Regions from separate parts of the Danio rerio genome. Here region 1 is linked to region 2. A link is a contact called in public Micro-C data. All regions are on one chromosome and are shown on one strand. The core of a region is the stretch at or near the end of the contact, and the rest is flanking DNA. Distances in the headings are between cores, read along the strand shown. Region 1 holds the start of si:dkey-246e1.3. Region 2 holds the start of hmox2a (heme oxygenase 2a).

Region 1 (2,700 bases), core at 129-2,628, 230 kb after region 2:
GTAGCCTAAAACGTTGTTTTTAAAGTTTGCTCCTTAGAATGGTTTGACGGCCTGACTTGATCGCCAACACTGACATCTAGCGGTTGGTTTCTGTAATACATTAAATAAAATGTACAAAGTCAAACTGATGACAGACAAATAACTTTATCAGTTTACTGGTAAAAGTCCCTAATTAGTTATATTTTGTGCAAGCAGACCTTCGAAAATATGTTTTCTGCCATTTTCCAAGTAGTTTCCATGATAAGTCTAAAAACCATTTTAGGTTGCCAGTAGGCTACATTTAGCATGAGTTATAGTCAGAGAACATTGAATAGAAGTTATTCATTCATTCATTCATTCATTCATTTTCTAGTCAGCTTAGTCCCTTTATTAAGGGTCGCCACAGCGGAATGAACCGCCAAATTATCCAGCAAGTTTTTACGCAGCAAATGCCCTTCCAGCCACAACCCATCTCTGGGAAACATCCACACACATACTGTACTCATACACCACGGACAATTGAGCCTACCCAATTCTCCTGTACTGCATGTCTTTGGACTGTGGGGGAAACCAGAGCACCCGGAGGAAACCCACGCGCCAAGGCTCGAACCAGCGACCCAACGACCTTCTTGCTGTGAGGCGACAGCACTACCTACTGTACCACTGCTTCGCCCTGAATAGAGGTTATATTTATATTATTATAAGCGGCGGACATTAGATTGGTTCATAGTATGTCATCATACTAAGACACTGATAATTATGACCCATTTGAGCCGGGATTTAGCTATTCCCAGTGTCTTAAAAATACAAATGTGTTGCCAAGTTGATGTTTACATCTGAAGGCTCTTCAAAAATCTGCTCATCCTATAAATAGAAAGAACACTGGGGTCGTCTAATAATAGAAAAAATAACTATTTCAGAAAAGAACTTTGAAGGCTGTTCAAAAATAATATCTAACATAATTGTAAACAATGTGGGATATATGTGAGCATCAGGGGATTATTTCCAAGCATTCTCATGTAGAGAGCCAGAGATAATTGCGTAATATTGTTTTTAAAGTCCCAGATGAAATGAAGCATGAACACTAATGAACACAGACTTTGTGTTTTTCCAATCAGACTGCAACAGGCTTCGCAAAAAGAGATGCAACGAGTTTATTTTGCACAAATACTTACACCAAGTTTCCAAGTGAATCTTGTTTTCTGGATTCTTTGACACAAAAACGTTTCACTGTTTTGGTTGTGAATGTGGCCTGGATCTTTAAAGACCCCAAACTGTCAGCTGAATGAAGTTAGGGGGCCACCGGGGTGGTGAGGTAGCACATTTACCATGGAAACAAGTCCATTTGAGTCACATGGGCTCATACTAATGAGTATTCTGGCTGTCTCTTACTAGTCTGAGCAGTTTGTTGCTCACTTTTGGCCTATGGTATTGACAACATGAGTCTAACGGGGATCACTCCATCTCCTAACGGGACGGCATCATTCGAGACAGACAACACAGAAACACAAGCTACTCTCTATGGTGAGAAAAAGTGCCATTTTGATTTATCATTTACTTTACATTAAGGTGTTTGTGCTGTCTGTTTAAATTAATATTGTATGTGGATTAAATAAAATAAAATAATAGCGATTATAAATGTGCTCTTGCACTATTTATGCACAATTTCATCCATAAATCACAGGATTCTCACTTTCTTCACACAGAAGTAAAGATGTTCAACATCACCCTGTCTGCAGTAGCTCTGTTCATCCTGGCTGTGGCAGGAATTATCAGTTGTTTCTCATACCTGAGACACAGGAGGTGAGTGAAAAAAAAATCAGAAGTATTTAGGCATTATAACGTATGGATAATACTGTATCAATGCATTGTAGAAAAAAAAAATATTTTCCAAGATGTGAACTTCCGTTTTAATTAAAAGTGTTTATATGGTATGAAGTAAAGTCAGAAAAACCTAACAGACTTTTAAAATGTGTTTCGTTCAGAAGAAATATTTAATATTGTGCTTTCCAAAAAAACTTTGCATTCATTTTGCAAAAGTATTTTTGTTCCTTCTAGAAAGTTTTTGTTCCTATCTCAAAAGCACTGCATTCTTAAAAGAAACTTTGCATTTACTTGAAAAAAATATATATATTTCCTCAAAAAAAAAAAAAAAAATGCATTTCACCCAGAATGTTTAACCATTTTGCTTCCAACTCGGATTTTTGCTTTTGTTTATTTCTTCCTAGCAAGAGGTGTTTCCTTTAGAAAGTAACAAAACATTGTAATCCCCAAATAAATTGTGTGTACCCTGCATGGGGAAAGTTTGCAGTCTCTCCCAAAAGTACTGTTTCCAGAACAAGGTTTGCTAGCTAGTATTTTATTGCATTCTTCAATTAAATTAGTTTTCCCTTTAGAAAAATTGCTCTGTTCTCAAATGTATTGTGTTCCCAAGAAACTCAGAATATGCCTATAAATCTTTTGTATTTACCCCCAAAAATGTTCCCTTAACAAAAATACTGCTTTCTCTCAAGAAAGTTTGCATTCTTTCCTTAAATGCATTACATTAACCAGGGTTTTTGCTTCATTCATATTATTTAAATATTTACATTTCCCCAAGAATTGTATTCTCTCACAAATGTATTAGACTCATTCTTAACACCTACTTTTTGGATCTCAAATTAGCCGGCAACTATAGCTCTCTGCAACTCTCACATGGTATAACTACTGCTGCACAATAAT
Region 2 (2,700 bases), core at 184-2,683:
GTCTGTGTTATTTCTGTCAGGCTCTTCTCTGCTTGACAAATAAAGAAAATAAGAAAAAACACACACAACAGGACATTCTAAAACACTTAACGTGAAATAAAAGCTTAACGTGGTTTAATGCACCAAAACTTCAACCAGAGAAACCCAAATTTCTGTCAAACTGTACTTGTAATTAACCCCAACTACTGTAAAAAGGAGGAGTATCAATTCCATAGATAAAGTAAAAAACATAACGTTAAGCGTTTTCTCTGATTAACACTACTAGCAAAAGAACGAGCCCCGTTTCCACAGCTAAAGTGAACAATATTGTGTCAAGCGTTTTTCCCTAGGCTGTTGTGGGGATGTCAATGACATGCAAAAGCACATTCTTTTGACAGCAAGTGTTAATCTATCATAAATAAAATTTGATGAACAGCCTTTTTAACATTTAGTTTCCCTCAGTTGTTGTAAAGTTACGCCTTTCCTTATTATGGACTTGAATGGGGGAGAAAACGCTTATTGTGATATTGTTCACTTTATCTATGGAATTAAGGCCCGCTCTTTCATTAATAGTTAAGGTAATCACAAGTAAAGTTTGACAGATATTTATGCTTGTCTGGTCTGGGTTAAAAGTACGTTAAGCCACCTCGAGCTTTTTTCTTACAATGGACCTTGGAGAATGCTTAAAGTGATAATGTTCACTTGATACACTAAAATAAAAGTTTGTTCTTTTCACAGCAGTAAGTGTTTATGAGTGTATTTTTATAGAAAGTTGATCATCTCTGGATGTTACGTTAAACCACATTAAGCTCTTATAATGGACTTAAATGGGGGATAAAATTATTAATGTGACATTGTTCATTTCATCTACAGAATCAGAGCTTGATCCTTTGATAGTAGTTAGTGTAGTGTTGTGGTGTGCCCCACTGAGGTACATTAAGCCATGTTAAGCGTTTTCCTTTTATTATAATGGACTTATAATGGGGAGAAACGTATAACGTGATAAGTTTCACTTAATAAAATTGAGCTCATTTTATTGACATTAAAATAAGTGTTTGTCACTTGTTTGTGTGTGAAAATTTATAGAAATATGGTTTCCCCCGCTTGCTGTTAAGCTACATTAAGTAACGTTAAGCTGAAGTAAAGTGTTTTCGAATGTCCCCACACAACAACTGCAACAATTCAATAACGACAGCTCTTGTTTTCATTGCGTAACTCACATCCATTGTGTCATGAGCGCACATAAACAACAAACACTCCCGTGACATTGACTTGTGTAATAAAGTCGTACATTTAAAAACCGTAATGACATTTAATACAGTGATATAGATGCAGGCAATGCCTGTCAGGTTGTTTTTTTACCGATGGAAAGCAGAATCGTTTATATTACCTGATTTCGCAGTGTTTAAGGTAAAGCAACCCGTTGCAGTTCACATCACGTTGTATAATGTTTACCCAACCAGACCACCAGACTCTAAACAGGAAGTAGAATGACGCGTACTGTGACTGTCTCAAACGTAGTCAGCGCTAAAACATTAAATCTATATAAAAATTTTGTGATTTTTTTGTATCATTTATATTATGTTTATATTGTGTATTCCTGGGTTTGTTTGTTTGTTTTATTATTTTTTTCCCTAGTTGAATTAATTAATTTAATATATATTTAATTATGTATATGTTAATCTTTCTGAATGTAATTTATATGCTTGGCATTTAGGCAACTGTTAATAAATAAAGATTAATGAATAATAATAATAATAATAATAATAATAATAATAATAAATGATAAATAAAATTCTTCACTGCTTCTCCATTGATGATTTAAACGTCGCTACACAAAATTAATGTGTGAAAAATAGCGAGGTATTGTTTAATTTATAATCTTTTTGCAGATAAAGCAGATATACATACTCTGAATAGTTGTAAATATCTGAAAAAATGCTCTAAATTACTTTATTTGAAGTATATAAAAAAGTTACCTATATGAATAAAATCTTTTTAGATGGATGAAAATTTGATAACATCAATTAATTATAGGCTAATAATAAAAACTATTTAAAAACGATCAATGATATTATATATGATATTACATAATATAAATGCATAATATATGCTGACATCAACTTTTTTAAGATTTCAGTTGGTTTATAGACAGATGCAATTTACACTATCACCAGTAGAGGTCAGTCAAATCTATATAATCTCGAAACACGTAGCGGACAATAAGAACAAGAAGGACCTCTGCTTTTGTACAGTTTTTCATCACTAAGCCTACATATAAATATGGACGACACAACTAACTTTATATAAAAACTGGATTGTCGTTGACGTTTTATTTAGACGTTTTATTTAGATTTCAAATGGTCTGAAGACAGGAGCGATTTCCACTATCACCAGTAGAGGTCAGTATAATCTAGATAATCTCGAATCACGTAGCGGACGATAAAAAAGGCCTTTAAAAACACCTGTTTATTGATTTTCATTCAGCCTACAATTAAATACCGCCAGCACACCGAACTTTATATAAAAACTGGAACATTAGACTAAACCGATAGCTTATTTTGATTTGGGAGAGGATAGAAAGCGCCAAAAAAGTGCTGTACAGATCAGTGGCTTTAGCATATTGAAGATTTCAGGCCATGACGGTGAGTTTTACTCTAAGTATCAGCACTAACGTTAACATTTTCTTCTGAAAACATTTGTTTTTTATAAGTTGTGAGC

The links. Hi-C and Micro-C count contacts between places; a contact is called where the count stands out from the background.
Region 1: a contact with region 2 is called in a Micro-C map of caudal fin, with 16 times the contacts expected there. The contact joins the promoter of si:dkey-246e1.3 here to the promoter of hmox2a in region 2. A contact is called at or near these places in 8 of 18 Hi-C or Micro-C datasets (caudal fin, embryo, hematopoietic stem cells and 1 more) and 1 of 4 datasets of contacts at active chromatin or transcription factors (caudal fin).

The regions. Positions count from the first base shown.
Region 1 is chr22:27,810,042-27,812,741 of GRCz12tu, forward strand. si:dkey-246e1.3 reads left to right here and starts at 1,379. Exons shown (of 3, transcript XM_701337.9): 1 at 1,379-1,503; 2 at 1,686-1,782. The coding sequence starts at 1,419.
Region 2 is chr22:27,579,088-27,581,787 of GRCz12tu, forward strand. hmox2a (heme oxygenase 2a) reads right to left here and starts at 1,434. Exons shown (of 6, transcript NM_001103139.1): 1 at 1,370-1,434; 2 at 1-28. LOC141380293 (a long non-coding RNA gene) reads left to right here and starts at 2,385. Exons shown (of 7, transcript XR_012398075.1): 1 at 2,385-2,624.